Regions from separate parts of the Mus musculus genome. Here all the other regions are linked to region 6. Evidence: chromatin contacts called from public Hi-C and HiChIP or PLAC-seq data. All regions are on one chromosome and are shown on one strand. Each heading gives the region's core, a stretch centred on a gene start, on an enhancer-like site or on the middle of the called end of the contact. The rest is flanking DNA. Distances are from core to core; before and after follow the strand shown.

Region 1 (2,700 bases), core at 34-2,533, 540 kb before region 6:
CTGACCTCTAAGAATTCAGAGTTTCACACTGGAAAAAGGATATATGTTCTTTTCTCTTTGACTCAGCTTAAAGATGCGGCAATTGAGAAGGACTCATAAAGAAAAAGCTGGATCATAAATGGTAGTATTGCAATAATGTAACACATGGACTGTCAGGTATCTTGGTTTTGGCTACTGGGCATTTTCTTTATATATGTAGTTGTCTTTAAAATGTTTTCCAGAATATAAGAAGAGAATGGAAGCTACTTGCCTCTATACCTTGTAGTTTTAATAACATTTGTTCAGTTAAAAGTATTGGTTATGAGAATTGTGAGTATGAATCTCCCAGGAATTTTGACTGAAATGTCAAACAAAATAGGTTGTAGATATCATTAGTTACATAAGGTAGTATGAAAAGAAACCTAATCATTTATCCTGTCCTATTCCTTTTTGTTTAGGGTTTAATCACACATTCTACTATGAACAGTCAACATAAAACAAAACAAAACAAAACAAAACAAGAGGACCAATATATTTAAACCAATATCCCATTATGACTACCAATTATGACTAATATTCTTATTTCAACTGATTGCTTGTTTCATTTCCCATTTGATTCCCAGGATTTCTACTGTTACAGTTGAACAAACAGAGAAATTTCAATTTGGCACAGATGTTAAGAGAAGATCCATAAGCATTTTGCTTCACTTGTGATATTTATTTTCTATATGGATCATTTATTAAATATAATGACAATAACAAAAACAATTTTCCCATTCTCCTTTTTTTCCTTTTTTTTTTGTTTGTTTTTCGAGATAGGGTTTCTCTGTATAGCCCTGGCTGTCTTGGAACTCACTTTGTAGACCAGGCTGGCCTCGAACTCAGAAATCCGCCTGCCTCTGCCTCCCGAGTGCTGGGATTAAAGGCATGCGCCACCTACATTCTCTTTAGGAATAAAAATTTTCTCTTTAAAACTTTACTATAACCACTCTGATGTAAAAAATAAATCTTGTTCATATCTCATGCTTAGAGATTCTTTAGTTAAACTTTCTATGGGACACTACAGCTAAGGGTCTTTAAGCAAAGTCTTCATTTTCTGATGAAAATTTGACTTCATTCAGACCCCTGAGTGGAATCAGAAAGTGATAGAAAAGTCCAGGGATACACAATTGCCCTTGGAAGGTGGCTTGTGCATTTGAGAACATTCCAGACACTCTGCAATCAGAAAACCAACATCAGCCCAGACAGGATGTATGAGTCAAGGATATCTAAAGGAGATGGAACACGTGGCATCCAGGCACTTGCAGCATTCCTGCTGCCAGGCTCTGCTTGCGGTCCATCCCACTGGTTGGAGTATCCTGGAAAGGAAACATAAACAGTTTAAATTGGGCAGCCGACTTAACAGCTCTCATGTGATTTTCTGAAAAGATGAATGAACTGCCCAGAGACACCAGAGTCCTTGGTGTGTTAGGGAAGTGGAAAAAGAAAATCCTTACCACTCTGAGCAGAGAATATAGATGGACCAGAAAGCATGCAAAAATCCTATGATCTGTCTTAAAACATATGCTACTCAGACAGCTGTGTGGAATTCCACCAAAGGCCAAAAGTTATACCTTAAGCCAGTTTATCTGGTTTTGCTTTGAAGTAGCAATAAAACCCAGGAAGCCTCCTGACCTAGGTCATTTCTCAAAAGAGTTGCTTTCTTTCAGTTTACTTATTTTACAAACAGTTATATTTAGAGGTACGCATGGGCAAGGGAGAGAAGAACCTCATTTCTTAACAGAAAATATGAAAGAGGTCCTTTCCAATGTATTACTGGTAGGGGCTTTGCATTTCATAGGTGATCCACAATAAGTGGGTGTGTAGCAAGCACTAAACAGCATCAGTGTCTTCTGGGACCTTATCACATCCAAATGACATCTGTGACTGGAAACTGAACCCACATAGAAATTAGATGAATTAGAGCTCTTGCTTTGTGAAGAGAGGGTTTACATTTTGAAGGAAACCTTTCTTCTTTATGTGACTTTTACCTTCGCTAATGCTTCTGGAGTAGTTAAGGGGCAGTATTCCACTCCTGTTTGAAGACTCAAGGAGTGGTATTATTTTTGAGACAGTCTAAAGCTGACCTTGAAAAGATTTACTTTCAGCAGTGATATAACTATTTAGTTGCTTTTGGCAGGGGTGGGGTAAATCTACGAAAGAGAGTAATACACTGTTCCCTGACTTTATGCACAGATATGTTTCATGACATATGATGGGGTGTTGGGTACTCACGTTCCCTGTGTGTGTGTATGTGTGTGTGTGTGTGTGTGTGTGTGTGTGTGTGTGTGTGTGTGTGTGTGTGTTTGAATGTGTTTAGAGACTCTTGGGTATCCTAGAAATATAGTAGCTGCAATACAAATAATTGAACCAACGCTTGCATTCAACAGAGAATTTCTTTTTTAGAAAAAGAAGCAAAAAGAAACATGTAGTCAGACGCTATTTACTTCTGTAAAAAGAAAAGTAGAGCAATTTTATCATCTAAGCTACCATATCTTGCTCATCATTTCATTCTTCTCTCAATGTCATTTGTCGAATGGAGGGATGGATGGGGTTTTCTTCCATGTAAGTAATGTATTTATTTTTGAAGCAAATTAGAATTCCTCACAGAAGGGAGCACTGTGGGAGTTTGGAGTATGATATCTTGGCAAAGAGTGTATGAGAAACTTTCTCCATGGGTAT
Region 2 (2,700 bases), core at 91-2,590, 700 kb before region 6:
AGTGGTATTAATAGTAAATTCTGATTAAGTAAACTGTATAGGATCTAAAAGTAAAAGATGCATTGTAAAATGTGTGGTGATATAGTATATGATTAGATTAAGTGAGGGGCAGATTCCATAAGTTCCTATTCCTGTCTCCATTTTCTATGGCAACATCTGCAGTATGTAGTAGCTAGTCTATGGATTACCAGGGTATTTCAAAATATAGTCCTTCCATTCTAGGCACAGATCTCTTGGGGTCTGGTTTCTTCAGCACTTGGCTGTAGGCTTGGCGAAACATCACATGTCCAGAGACAGTCTCTCCAGACTGAGCTTGCAAAGAGTACCCATTGACTGTGACCCTGCTGCTGGCAGCCCTGCCCTACCTCCCACCATGTGAGAAACAAGTACACAAATAAACATGTTCTCTGTCTCATTTCTTTAACCTTTTGCCCTTTTGTCCCAGCGCTATAGAGACCCAGAAATAACTTCACCAAGCATCATGGGAAGTGCAGAATATCGGCAGTTTCCAGGTCTTACTGGCAAAGTAAGAACTGTGAGAGATTACACGGAATTACCTACCAGATGTGTTTACCTTGGTATTTCTAACCATTTCCCTTGTCAGTTTTAAAATATTTATTGTTCTCTTTGGTGGTCAAACGTGATCATAAAAGTATCACTCTGTTCCCTACTGCCAGTGAGTGAGGGTAAGTATGAAGCCTGATTGTCTATGATCAATTACACTCATGATGCTTCCTGTGTTTACCAAAGCCAACAGAAGCTAATGCGTTTACAGCACACGTGACCTCATTTTCTCTTAAGTCTTGGAGGTGTTGACTATATTGACCACCAATTATTTTGTATGTTATATCAGTGGTTCCGACTTCTGTCTCTGTGGCAAAGGCCCATTTTGCATAGTGATGCTTATTAAACTGAAGAATAGCACTTAGTTATATGAAGCAGTATTCATGATTATATTTTTTATTTCTGATTCTCATTGTTCCTTTCTCCTTCTCATCAAATACTCCTTATAGACAATTTGGACGTGTGCGAAAGACAAAACAGGTAGTCTTGCCCTCAGAAAATTAAACTGTATCGATAGATTCTTTTCCCCCCAGTGGTTCGCTTTCTTCTCACATCCGATGTTGAAGCTGAGTGAATTTTCTGAAGCTAAGTCCTTTATAATGAACCATCTCACTTCAGAGAGGCCCGGGCTTTGTTTTCATTTCCTGCTTCCTATGTTATTAGCAGACATCACTGAGTGCCTTTTCCTCCCTCACATTTGTGACTACCACACCCCCCAGTTTCTGTAACTGTCTCCTTTCTGGCCCTGCCTCAGAGCTCTCTCCATTCCAGTAAAACAGTCTCTGTTTCCCCAGCCTAATGAGCCTTTGGCCTCACTGCTGTTTGATCTGTCCTCCACACCACTAAGAGCATGGCCCTTCAGCAAAGCTAATGGTGATGGGTAGAGTTTCCCCAGTAGAACTCTACAGAATTCTGTTTTAATCCTCGTATGGCACACCAAATCCCTCCTAAGCTCACTGTTTACCACTTTCCGTTCATTTTACACCATCAAATCTGGCACAGCTGTAGAGAATATTTGTGGGTTTTGAAAAATACCAGCATTCCTTCACATGTATGCTAATGTGTGCTACATTCTCTTAGAAGAACAGCTCCTACACAGACCCTTCTTACTAGCTTCCTGCCAAGTGTCCATTCAAATGCCATTAGTCCCTCAAGCTTGGCTTCATTCTCTCCACTTACACAGGCGTACAGAAATAGTTCAACTATAAATATTGTGGTACTGAGTTACAATGACCTCGTTTTGGTTTCTCATTAGACTCCTACATTAATGGGACTCTAAGCAGGAATCATATTGTTTATTCTTTCACCAATGCCTAATGAGGCATTGAATCAAAGTGGGAGTCAGTTAACAATTTGCATCAGTAAATAGGTGAGATGAGGATGCAGGAGGATAAATGATGTTGAGTGGAACATCTCTGGGACAAGCCCTGGGGCTGTTGAATTCTCTGACCTTCAGCTGAGAGATGAAGGACACAGGAGAAAGATGCTGCTGCTTCTCAGCTCCCCACAGGCCAGACTACTATTTTGTCAGTGAAGCAAGGTTATAAAATTTCCTTTTCTCTCTGTCTGGGAGATTGCTAACTGTGTAAAGTTGTTTGCTGTCCAACCTGACTACCTACCTGAGTTCAAGTTCCAGGATCCAGAAGGGGAAAGAAGTGAACCAACTCCTCCAAGTTGTTCTCTGAGTAGCATATGGGCAGCATCCCTCCCTCCCTCCCTCCCTCCCTCCCTCCCTCCCTCCCTCCCTCCCTCCCTCCCTCCCTTCTCAAATACACTGGTATTCCCCTAGAAGCTCATGCTAAGCTCCGTTCCTGCATCTACCTTGGTCACACTCTGTGCAGTTACTAAATCATTAACTCATCTTTTTAAGGATTGCCTCAGCAGGCATTTGAATCTACACAGGATCCAATTTATTATATAACTCCTCAGTCATTACAGGAAAGAATGTCCAGTATAAATCTTTAAGAAACTGAAAGATGAAGCATATCTCTTTCATCAGAATTTTCTTTTAAGGTCAATAAGTTTATCATTTTAAAAGTTATAGATCTAAGTCTAAGTCCAACTGGCTTGTTTAGAGGAACTATTAAGATACTCTAAATAATCAGAAAAGAGTATGAAGAAACCAAACTGATAGAT
Region 3 (2,700 bases), core at 179-2,678, 780 kb before region 6:
GTCTTCTGGTAGTACTATGTCCAGTTTTCTGAGGAACTGCCAAATTCATTTCCAGAGTGGTTGTACAAGCTTGCAATCCCACCAGCAATGGAGGAGTTTTCCTCTTTCTCCACATCCAAGCCAGCATCTGCTGTCACCTGAGTTTTTGATCTTAGCCATTCTGACTGGTGTGAGATGACTCTCACGGTTGTTTTGATTTGTGTTTCCCTGATGACTAAGGATGAGATCAAATGAAACTCAAGAAGAAAGAAGACCAAAGTCTGGGTACTTTGGTCCTTCTTAGAAGGGGGAACTAAATACCCATGGGAGGAGATACAGAAACAAAGTGTGGAGCAGACACTGAAGGAAAGACCATCCAGAGACTGCCCCAACTGGGGATTCATCCCATATACAGTTACCAAACCCAAGCACTTAGTGTGGATGCCAGCAAGTACTTGCTGAAAGGTGCCTGATATAGCTGTCTCCTGAGAGGCTCTGCCAGTGCCTGACAAATACAGAGGTGAATGCTCTAAGCCAACCATTGGACTGCTCACAGGGTCCCCAATGGAGAAGCTAGAGATAGGACCCAAGGAGCTGAAGGTGTTTACAGCCCCATAGGATGAATAACAGTGTGAACCAACCAGTATCCCCAGAGTTCCCAGGGACTAAACCACCATCCAAAGAGTACACATGGAGGGACCCATGGCTCCAACTGCATATGTAGCAGAGGATGGCCTAGTCAGTCGTCAATGGGAGGAGAGGCCCTTGGTCCAGGGAGGGTTATATGCCCTAGCGTAGGGGAATGCTAGGACAGGGAAGGGGGAGTAGGTTGTTTGGTGATCAGGGAGCTGGGGGGGGGGTGTGATGGGGGGAGGTTAGGAGGGGAAACCAGGAAAGGGGATACTTTTGAAATGTACATAAAGAAAATATCTAATAAAAAAAAAGCAGTCACAGTAAGAAAATGTCCAATCTCAATAACCAGTACTTTCTGATGGAGGTTCTCAGCTGGTACATGTATATATTATGTAGATGAACTTCAGCTAAGACATAAAGTTCAAATTATGAAAATTAACTATGAGTTAATATAACATACAAGTCTGAACTTAACTGTGGTGAGTGAAGCGTCTGTATACGTAACACGAATAACTTTATAAAGTTAGGATTTGAGGGTGAGCGCTTTAAAGGCTGAAATAATCTACAGAACTCCATTCTGCCATCTTCTGAGGTCCCCTTTCTTTATATTATCACTGTGTTAGAGCTAGTGACAACTATAAGGTCTGTACCTTATAACAAGGTAACATTTATAGATTTCCATAAATTATCTGACACATGAAAGTAATAGTGTGGCAGAAAAGAAAAAAAGTCACCAGAGTGTCCATTATCCTCTGTTTACAGAGCTAAAGTGGCTGACAGTGTGAATCAGTGAGCACACAGTTGAAAGGTTACACGCAGGGTGGTTTTGGGTTGCAGAATATTCCTTAGTCATGCTGCCTCGTGTAATACTAAGATAGACTTACTATTTACCGTGTTAAGAGGACTAGGCTCTGTTTAGTCTCTGATGTCTCAAAGTGGCTGAGTAGTTCTTTTGCTTATTTACTTCTTTTAGAGGAGACAAAAGTGAGTCAGCTAAAGCAAGTCCAAGAACCTTAATTGGGCATTTCTTAAATAATTTATTATTATTGTTATTATTATTATTATTATTATTAGAAGTAGTAGTAGTAGTAGTATTGGTGTGCTAAATATAGCAATCTCTTCTTTCACTTGGTGAGATGTCATTTGCTCTCCTGACTTGTAAACAGTGATAGATGGTACTAGCCTTGTTAATTATCTCTGTCTTACTACACTATAGTGTTAAAGACAAAGCAAAATGGTAGGTTTGGAAAAGGAATGGTAAAACAGACACTAGACCCTAAGGTTCCTATCTCAGGTATTATCTTATGCATTTATACTTATTCAGAATGTAAGACATCAAGAGTGCTTGTGGGGCTTTTCTATAAGGACAGGATTGATAGGAAGTGCTGATTTTGCCGTGAAGTACAAGTTTGCCTTTGAAGAAGCCAATAAGGAGAAGGTGGCATCATTCTGATTTTTCTAGAAAAAAAAACAAAAAACAAACAACAACAACAACAAAAATCCCAAAAACCCTTTTTTTGTTTCTGGACTCAATGAGCATACGTATGCAAACATCCATGTTTTATGTCATAGGTTTTCCAGTATTTTTAACAATAAACTTTTTTTTAAACAATAAACTTTTAAATTTGCCATGTAAATAAACCATCTAGATGAAGATAAAGAAGGATAATAGGTCAAAAAGGAAATAGGTAAACACATCATCAAAGACACAAGCAATGCAAAGTACAAATGAGACTAGTGGGTTACATGAGCTTGTCAAATAAGGATTGGTAAGAGATGTTCTGATTCATAAAGAAATGTTTTTAGAGCATTTAAAAATAACATGTACTTGGCATCAAGCATGCTGTACATTTCACAGGCCATCTGTGAAGTCTGCCAGCCTATGGGCCATGACACACGGCTGATAACTGGCTTGATTCTGCCAGATAGATTCAGAACATGCTTGAGTTCATAGATGAAGCCAGATTCTATTTATCAAACTTTCAATCCTACAGTTCTTTTTGCTAGTATCATGGTAAAGTATTCATTTATTAGTCCTGGTAGGATGACACACTCTTGTAATTCCAGCACTTAGCAGTATCTGTGGGA
Region 4 (2,700 bases), core at 26-2,525, 900 kb before region 6:
TAGGCCCCAGAATAGCCTCACAAGAGACAGCTATATCAGGGTCCTTTCAACAAAATCTTGCTACGGTGTGCAATGGTGTCAGCGTTTGGAGGCTGATTATGGGATGGATCCCAGGGTATGGCAGTCTCTAGATGGTCCATCCTTTCGTCTCAGCTCCAAACTTTGTCTCTGTAACTCCTTCCAAGGGTGTTTTGTTCCCAATTCTAAGAAGGGACACAGCCAGCCCCCCTTTATCTGTTCCCTTTCCAAATGTGCCACACTAACTCACTCTCTTTTCTGTGCTCCTCACTGTTACTGTCTGTGATGGATGTGGCTAAGTCTAGTACAGTGGCATTTGTGGATAAGGTGTTTTAGCATAAACCCTTTTTAGTGGGACTATTTACATATCACACAAGTGATGGCACGATGTTAGCAAGGATCTTCCACTGCTTTGGGGCCTTCATAACTATGCTTTCCTGGAGTTACGGAAACTCCTGTTTTGTAGGATATTATGATGAGGCTTTTCCCGTTGTCTGTGAGTTTAGACCAGTTTTCCAAGATAAGTCTAAGGCATGATAGAGACACTAGAAGTGATGACTTAAGGTAAAAAATAAAGTGCTTGTCAACTTTCCAGAAACACAGAAGTCGATGCGCACCCAGATGGGCACTTATGCTGTTCATGCTCCGCTTCCATACCTATTGCATAGAGAGAGACTGACCTGTGATCACCCCCGGTGGACCCAGAGCTGGTAAGCGAGGTGGGGGCAGCTAGGAGCGGAAGAGGCCTCAAGTGCATGTGAACACAATGAGAACGAACTCTAGAGAGACAGCTTTGGTGACATAGTTCATTTAATGGGTTGGAACAAAAGTTACTTAAACCTTTGGGGGGGTGGCTATGAATCTTTAAGATGAGTCATTGGCCAGAGCCAGGTGCTCAGGTTGCCCCATTTGCACAGGAAGGAATTCCAGGTGCCTGTAGACATGACCTTATTAAGGGAGAGGAAGTTTACCTGGCTTCTGGGGGACAAAAACATAGGGACGCAAGGCTACTTGGACCAGGACGCAAACGGGCTGGGGCTGGGAAGCAGTGCTATTTCTGCCGATTTCAGGATGAGATTTCAAGGATTTGGACACCTCTTGACTCCACTCTTGCTCCAGGCCAGTCCTCTCCAATCCCATGGCTCTCTGGCCCTGCATAATTTTCTCAGGCCTTTCCAAGCAGTGGCTGACACTGCTGATTGTGTGATCTCTGGGGCATGAGGGGAATGGTTGCTGGGACTCTGGGTATTGACTCCTTTCTAGAAGAGTCAAAGTCTAGTCTACTGCCGAGGCTGCTTGACAATCAGATCAAAGATTGCAGCTTCTAGGGGGAGGGGCTGGCCCTTGAAGAAATGAGACTGTTTCCCAAAGCTGAAGGCAAGAGCCTTGGAAGCTGGCCAGCTATGAGTCATCAGGTAGGAGTCATCAGGAAAGAACTCAGCCCAGGAGCACAGGAATACAGCTAGGGCAAGACCTGAGGGGCCTTTGTAAAGAAACAGCAGCACTTTATTGCCAGGGCTAAGAAACAGGATGGAGCTGAAGCTGGGGGGAAGGGAGAGCAGAGTGAGGAGTGTCCAAGTCCAGCCCTGTAGAAACTGTTTGGTCACTTGCCATGACAGAAAACCCACATTCATTATTGCAAGAGCACCAATCCCATAAGGACTCATTCTTTTCCTGCCATTCTTGCATGTAGCATCAATCAACGTGATCAGAGGAGGAGCCGTGGTGGTGGTGATGGGGGTGGAGGAGGAGGAGGAGGAGGAAAGTGGACATGGAGAAGGAAGAGAAAGAGATGGTGGTGGCAGAGGAGGAGGAGAAGAAGTAGTAGAAAGAGTAAGTGGAACAGGGGATGTAGTCAGGCTGTCTTTCTCCATTTCTAAACTGTCCAGAGCATGCATGACTTGGGACCCAGAGATGCTTTGTGAAACTGGAATTATGCCACTAGAGAGGAACAACAGTTCAATAACCCTACATGAAACTGTGCTGATATCCAAGAAGGACTGGATGATTGTGGCCTATGCTCAGTGCGTTAGGCAGACACCAATGAGAGAACCCCAAAAGACAGGTTTGTGGAGTATGTTGGCTGCACCATAATTGTTTTTAGCTTACACCAAAACAAATCAACTAATTTTATCAACTATTTTCAGTTGTCAAAGCAAACCTTCTGTCTAAAAACAAGCTTACTCTTCCAAGTTGTATCCAAAGCTGATGATAAAAATGACCCCATAAATCCACAGACCCTAACCATTCAGGCTCACTCACCATCCCAATTACAGACAAAGAGGCAGGGAGATACTATGTAATCAGTGCAGCATACTGAGGAGAATAGATAAAAAAGATTGTGTGTGATCTCAAGTGCATCTTTGGGACACTAGGCTTAAATAAAGGTAAAACAGGAGTAAAGGGGAGGAGGTGGTCATAACTAATCAGTTTTGGCCATGGTATGGTCCAATTGGGCTCTGTTTTGCTTATTCGGGATAATTCCAGAAGTCCTTCCTGCCTGAGTGGGTAAACTGGAACTCAGTAGATAACACTTGCCCCAGGATGCATCCTCTTGATCTTGGATGCTCACCTTCATCGACATTCTGATCTGTCTCCGTTTTCCCAGAATACAAGTTTTAGGACACTGACTGAATGCAAGGGTCCTTGTTTTGCTCTTAGCTACCTTATGATCAATGCTTT
Region 5 (2,700 bases), core at 27-2,526, 860 kb before region 6:
TTGTCACTTGGTATCTTCACTTTTTTTTTTCTCCAGTTTGCTTATTTTAATCTAGAAAGTAGGTTGGGATCAACATAACAAAATATGGCTTTTTGAGGAAGGACAGAAAGTAAAATGAAGCTGGAATTGAGTCTAATTCTCTGGCAACACAAACCATTGCCATTTAAAGAATAGTGGTGCAGAATCAATGCTTGAGTCTTAGAGCACAATATCTTCTCTTCTAGTACAACCTCCATATGACTCCACCACTTTGCCCCCCCCACCCCCCCTGGACTTCAGCTTTGTCATCTGTAACAAAAGAACACTGAAATCCAGCCATGAGGGTTGTCTCAACTACTTACAGAAGATTAAATCTGGCCAACATAAAGCCATCTTTAGTGAGGGTTCTACAGAAAAACAGAACTGAGAGAATTAGTGTGTGTTGCAATAGGGAGTTTCTCTAGAATTGCTTAGGGACTCGATGGCTCTACAGTGACAACCATTTGCAGCCAGGAAGGGCTGACAACCCATTGGTGCTCAGTCTATGAAGCTGTGCTGCTGAAAGCCTAACTTACTTGAGAGTCCCCTGGTCCTGAGTTGACAAGGACACAGCAGTGGTCAATAGCAGCAATAGAAGAGACATACTTGACCAGCATAAAGTGGAAGCTGTCAAGCAGAGGACTCTTTTCTGTGTATCTGGACCAGAAGGTACCTTCTCTTTTGAAAGTGATAAAACATTCATCCTGATTTGGGGACAAAGGGGTTTCTTGCCATCTTCACATAGAGAAAATAGGCCCCATGTTTGCACAAGCAGAGAACTTTTCCTTTACTGCTCTTCTGCTCAGGCTGAGTGACTAAAAGTTCTATTCCGGGTCCTTCGAAACAGTCGGTTAAAATGTTCATACTTTTCTGGTGGTAGGCAGGCCTAGGAAGAGAGGGTTCAGCCAGTGCTGGTGTCGCTGGGGCATGCCTGGGCTTGTCCAAAGAGAAAAGCCGCTCAATTTCTGGCATGGGTCTTTTTTATTTTTATTTTTTTCCCTTCCTGAAAGTAAAGCCAAAAGTTACAAATCCGGTGTCATCCAATGTGTAATGGCATCTGGCTGGACCAAACCTGTGTCATCTCAGATGGTCCTCACATGTGGTGCTGGGAGGAGGGGTAGAGAGGCAGGAGGGTGGTTTCTCACTTGATGCTGCCCTTGACTTCCTTAGGAATCGGAGGTCACCCACTAACACACACACAGGAGATGTGGACTGTTATGACTCATTTGATTCTCACTTTGCACGGTATAGAAAAATTTTTGCCTAGGAAGGAATTCCTTTCTAAGTGCCAGTCTTCCCCACACAGTCCTCAGCCGCTCTGTCTGAATAGGCAGTTCTCTTTGCTTAGGCATTCTTGTGAGCTTAGCTGCTCTGTAACCTCCTCACCCCTCATTAATAATTTCCTGAGGCCAGTTTGTTATAAAGAAACATTACCACCGTGCAAACTCTGTGTGTGTGTGTGTGTGTGTGTGTGTGTGAGACAGAGGGAGTACATGTGAGTGTAATAGTGTGTGCATTTGTATGAGTATGTGTTTGCATTTGTATGAGTATGTATGTGAGTGTGTGTGTGCTTCTTTGTTTTCTGCTTCATGGCCAACTAGAGTGATATTAATGCTCTAGAGAAGGAACATCAAATTTCTCATTACTTTGCATGTTAATCAAGGACATCAAACTCTCAGGAAGAATGGCCTGAATACTTTGTCTTCATTATTCAAACCACGTGGTTTAAGTTCTACTTTGTTCACCTTTGAAAGATTTGAGCTTTTAAAGGAATACTTAAGCATCCTTCCTAGTCCTTGTCGTTATTAGGAAACCACAGATAAATTGATCTTTGCTTGTTTGTTTCTTGCTCTTCTTCTTAATTAAAAGGTAGAAAAAAGAAAAGAAAGGAAGGAGGGGGAAAAGAGAGAGGGAGCGAGAGAGGAACGGAAGAAGAGAGGAAGAGAGAGAGAACGAGGGAGGAAGGAAGGGAGGGAGGAAAGGAGGAAAGGAGGAAAGGAGGAAAGGAGGGAAGTCTTTTCTGGAAGCATTCTCCGATGGTCTGGGTAAATTAGGAGAGAGTTGCTGGACCTGGTACCCTCTGTACTACAATTCCTTCCTATCTTTATCATATTGGTACACATGTCACCCCTGAACCTTGTTTGGATGGCTGGCCCCAGGGTAGTAAACCTCCCTTGAGAAAAGCTGTGAATTATACAAGTTGTCATTATTCATGGGATTTACAGGAAGGTTCAAATAAAGCCCTCCCCCTGAAGAACCCCCATTGCTCATACTAGCATCATACATATTTTTTACTTGTCATCATAAGTATTTTCACGAGTGTATAAACGTATATCACTAAAGTGATTCATGCTATTGCATTGTAAATATATTTTATTAATAAGGACCAGGGTAGGAAGTGGTAAAGATACTGGTAATTTTCTTCCTAAAATTAATTTATTCTTTTCTAAATGTTCTTCTGCAGTGAGCCCACATTAGATTAGAAACATCTCTGTGTTAACTGTTAACCCTAACTCAGAGGTCTGTGTAACAGCAAATCCAAGCCATATTTTATTTCATTCTAACAGACAGCATCTAAAATTCAGGATTTGGGGTTAGAAACCAGGCCCTGGCACTGCAGAAGGTGGTGTTATTATTTTAAACTTGGCACTGACTTTTATCCCAGCGGCTAGTGTGGCTATA
Region 6 (2,700 bases), core at 151-2,650:
GCACCAGCTCTCTAAGTTTTAAAGTAAAGGATCAGGATGCTAACTGACAAGGAATGATCATAGACATTTGACATGTCTGTTTAGCATCCCCATGCTGAATGGATGCCTTCATATCCCTTTAGCTACAATAAACAAAGCAGACACTCAGTGTGAAGCCTATCTGACTGGCCACCTCCATTGGTGGCAGTGGAGTCCCAGTAGAATAAGGGCTGGCTTGGACATGCTATTTACCTAAGTTTTTCCCACATCCATCACTTATTAGCTGTTCATCTCTGGGTAAGTTATTTCACATCCGTTCGGTATGGCATGCTGTGTAAATAAAGAGAAGAATGTCCTATTTATTAAAAGGATTCATGGTGACTAGATCTAGAGCAGAGACAAATTATGTACTAATATGTACCTACTAGTAAAAGCAAGGTTTCTTTATGCCTTCCTTAGCAATTATCTTATATTGCTTTCATCAAGTTCCATACTAGTCACTATAAGTAGTTTGTTGCTACTATGAAAATAAAATGAATTTACATTTTTCAGCCACATTTTCCAGACACACTCATTTGCATGCTCTCCTCCAACCACTGAATGTCATCTTGCAGGATTTTCATAAGGTATGAATATTTATTGTTATTTAAATGCAATCCTGTGCGAGATAAAATTGCAGCCTCAGACCTAATTCAGTCTGTCCTTCCTGCCTGTGCATAATATGCATATGAGATGATGTAATGAAAGACCTAGGTATCTCTGTCACTGTCCCTTCCACACACTTAAACCTCATGCTCTTACCTGACAATAACCAGCAGACAGGCAGGGAACAGGGCCAGGGGTCCTTGGGCAACAGAAATCCACTGCTGTACCATGGGAGACACTGATATGCCCCTATCCGAGGCAGACCTGCTGTGAAATGACATCGGTGCTGTCACTGGCATGAACACAGGTAGGAGATGCTCTATAGATTCCCCTCACAATTCTCTGCAGTGATAGCAGGGAATGGCGCCATCTGAACCCTCCAGTCTCCCACAACTCTAGCCCTTAATAGTTCACCTGAGACCATGCCCTGGGGTTCCGTGGCAGGGCACCTTAAAGCTACCTTTGGAGAGTTCCACTGTGCTAGGAAAAGGTATTCACTCTTGCTACACCCACATGACCAGGATTGCTTGTCAGTTCCTCATCTTCTATGGCCTGCATCTGCCTTGTGTAGAAAGCCGGCGGCAGGCAGGCAGGCAAGCAGCTGTGTTGGTGAATGGGAATTCCAGTGTGGCTCAGAATGCTAGGTTTCCCTATTGACTCTCCATCCTTTCCAAGGTTTATACTCTCCATATTTACCCTGGCTGCTGTTTAGCAAAGACCTTAATGCTGCAATCTCTGTTGGGGTTGGTATGACTCAGGGATGCCCTCCCTGAAGACTAAGAACTCCTTCCTCCCCTCCTCAGACAGGCCCCAGGCACAGGACTGTTATTTTCCTGGTCTGGTTCTGAGGATGTCTGGCCACAATGATTCATGGTGTTTTTTTAATATGTGGCTGGAAGCTATTGTTAGTTCTCAGATACAGACACCTACAATACACACAGTAAGGGAAAAATCCTCACCCATGTTTGATTATACCATTGTAGTACATAGAATGAGAAGAAAAATCCCCTTAAACTTTAGAGTTGAATAAATGTCAAAGGTACAGATATTTGTCTGTATGTGGTTTTATTTTCCTTCCACGGTACATGTCATATCGGAAGGAACGTCAACCATGGAGCTGGCTTTCTTCAAAAGCTCACTTTTGAAGGATTAAGGAAGTGTGTTCTACTCTTCCTGCTGTCATCTCTTCTTTCTGATGCTTGATGAACAGTGCTTGTCGTGAGTTCAAGGCCACCCATGGGAAGCTGGGGAAGAATCATATAAAGCGTGTCAAGTTCATTCAGGCTGCCTGAGGTCCAGTCCATCTTAGCTGATAGTTCTTGGGTCCTATTAATCCCCAAGCTCTGTCTCTTGGCTGAATTGCAGCTGGCTGTGAGACATGTAACAGTGCTTCTGTCGCCTGGGATCAGCTGCCTCTCCCTGATGACTAAGCCCTTCCCTGGCATGTAGGCAGCTAGCGACTTCATATTCTCCATCATATCCTCTAACCTCAATCGCCTCTGAGACAAGTTGACCTCATCTCTACCGTGAAGAGCCACAGCAGACAAGCAGGCCCTCCACACAGAATCTAGAAAGCACGGGGATTTTTTTTGTAGACATGAAATACCACGAAGAGCTGTGTTACACGGTCTCTCTTTTGGCCCTCTAAATGATAAGGCCTCTCTGTTCTCCATAAATGGTTTAAATGTGCTTTCTCTGTATCTGTCAGTCTCTTTTGGGAATGTTTAATCACCAGTGAACTAAGAATCTGAGCCACCATCTCTTTCCATGAGCTATCCCAGCGTTCAATACCTCCAAAGTCGCTGTCAGAAGAAAAGAGACATTTTTTGTTAGTTACTTTGATAGATTAGCATTACTTATTGCTTCAATTTAATACAAACAAAATCTTGTTGCATTATGATTGAACCCATTAAAGACAGAAAAGTAGAAAAAATTGCAAATCTCTATAAATCTGTTGATTTTATTTTATTTTTTTTTATTTTTATTTTTATTTTTTTACTATTTTCTTGGTGTATGCTATGGAGTCTTGCTGATCAAAGATTACAAATGGTAACAAGCAGTAACTCAGTTCATTAT

The links. Hi-C and Micro-C count contacts between places; a contact is called where the count stands out from the background. HiChIP or PLAC-seq counts read pairs in DNA pulled down with a chosen protein or histone mark.
Region 1: an H3K27ac HiChIP or PLAC-seq map of embryonic fibroblasts shows a contact between it and region 6, with 5 times the contacts expected there. The contact joins two enhancer-like sites. A contact is called at or near these places in 7 of 39 promoter capture datasets (the 3T3-L1 cell line, 3T3-L1-derived adipocytes, embryonic stem cells and 3 more), 3 of 484 Hi-C or Micro-C datasets (nephron progenitors and tail fibroblasts) and 3 of 115 datasets of contacts at active chromatin or transcription factors (embryonic fibroblasts, large pre-B cells and pancreatic cancer cells).
Region 2: an H3K27ac HiChIP or PLAC-seq map of embryonic fibroblasts shows a contact between it and region 6, with 12 times the contacts expected there. The contact joins two enhancer-like sites. A contact is called at or near these places in 13 of 39 promoter capture datasets (the 3T3-L1 cell line, 3T3-L1-derived adipocytes, the HPC-7 cell line and 8 more), 1 of 484 Hi-C or Micro-C datasets (3T3-L1-derived adipocytes) and 1 of 115 datasets of contacts at active chromatin or transcription factors (embryonic fibroblasts).
Region 3: a Hi-C map of pancreatic cancer cells shows a contact between it and region 6, with 2.7 times the contacts expected there. The contact joins two enhancer-like sites. A contact is called at or near these places in 12 of 39 promoter capture datasets (the 3T3-L1 cell line, 3T3-L1-derived adipocytes, the C10 cell line and 6 more), 3 of 484 Hi-C or Micro-C datasets (cortical neurons, pancreatic cancer cells and tail fibroblasts) and 1 of 115 datasets of contacts at active chromatin or transcription factors (embryonic fibroblasts).
Region 4: a FOXA1 HiChIP or PLAC-seq map of pancreatic cancer cells shows a contact between it and region 6. The contact joins two enhancer-like sites. A contact is called at or near these places in 11 of 39 promoter capture datasets (the C10 cell line, the HPC-7 cell line, cranial neural crest and 7 more), 6 of 115 datasets of contacts at active chromatin or transcription factors (SST interneurons, embryonic basal ganglia, embryonic stem cells and 1 more) and 1 of 9 other capture datasets (embryonic stem cells).
Region 5: a contact with region 6 is called in a FOXA1 HiChIP or PLAC-seq map of pancreatic cancer cells. The contact joins two enhancer-like sites. A contact is called at or near these places in 24 of 39 promoter capture datasets (the 3T3-L1 cell line, 3T3-L1-derived adipocytes, the C10 cell line and 16 more), 44 of 484 Hi-C or Micro-C datasets (the 3T3-L1 cell line, B cells, the Ba/F3 cell line and 32 more) and 6 of 115 datasets of contacts at active chromatin or transcription factors (PVALB interneurons, embryonic basal ganglia, embryonic fibroblasts and 3 more).

Annotation. Positions count from the first base shown.
Region 1 is chr3:81,376,393-81,379,092 of GRCm38.p6, forward strand. No RefSeq gene overlaps it. Among named protein-coding and RNA genes, the nearest start is that of Gm52636, 250 kb to the right of the region's middle. Within about 2 kb of position 1,284, at least 48 of the 459 cell types and tissues checked have an H3K27ac peak or open chromatin away from gene starts, as enhancers often do. A contact at or near this core is called in embryonic fibroblasts, pancreatic cancer cells and tail fibroblasts, where this site is marked.
Region 2 is chr3:81,214,256-81,216,955 of GRCm38.p6, forward strand. No RefSeq gene overlaps it. Among named protein-coding and RNA genes, the nearest start is that of Pdgfc, 180 kb to the left of the region's middle. Within about 2 kb of position 1,341, at least 19 of the 459 cell types and tissues checked have an H3K27ac peak or open chromatin away from gene starts, as enhancers often do. A contact at or near this core is called in embryonic fibroblasts, where this site is marked.
Region 3 is chr3:81,135,748-81,138,447 of GRCm38.p6, forward strand. The region is part of intron 1 of Pdgfc (platelet-derived growth factor, C polypeptide); the gene reads left to right. Among named protein-coding and RNA genes, the nearest start is that of Pdgfc, 100 kb to the left of the region's middle. Within about 2 kb of position 1,429, at least 18 of the 459 cell types and tissues checked have an H3K27ac peak or open chromatin away from gene starts, as enhancers often do. A contact at or near this core is called in pancreatic cancer cells, where this site is marked.
Region 4 is chr3:81,016,411-81,019,110 of GRCm38.p6, forward strand. No RefSeq gene overlaps it. Among named protein-coding and RNA genes, the nearest start is that of Pdgfc, 19 kb to the right of the region's middle. Within about 2 kb of position 1,276, at least 92 of the 459 cell types and tissues checked have an H3K27ac peak or open chromatin away from gene starts, as enhancers often do. A contact at or near this core is called in pancreatic cancer cells, where this site is marked.
Region 5 is chr3:81,057,470-81,060,169 of GRCm38.p6, forward strand. All of the region lies in intron 1 of Pdgfc (platelet-derived growth factor, C polypeptide), which reads left to right. Among named protein-coding and RNA genes, the nearest start is that of Pdgfc, 22 kb to the left of the region's middle. Within about 2 kb of position 1,277, at least 95 of the 459 cell types and tissues checked have an H3K27ac peak or open chromatin away from gene starts, as enhancers often do. A contact at or near this core is called in the C2C12 cell line, the HL-1 cell line, the STO cell line and 4 more, where this site is marked.
Region 6 is chr3:81,916,336-81,919,035 of GRCm38.p6, forward strand. It overlaps LOC102640985 (a long non-coding RNA gene), which reads right to left. Exons shown (of 3, transcript XR_375741.2): 2 at 781-1,868; 3 at 254-309. Among named protein-coding and RNA genes, the nearest start is that of Ctso, 15 kb to the right of the region's middle. Within about 2 kb of position 1,401, at least 64 of the 459 cell types and tissues checked have an H3K27ac peak or open chromatin away from gene starts, as enhancers often do. A contact at or near this core is called in the C2C12 cell line, the HL-1 cell line, the STO cell line and 5 more, where this site is marked.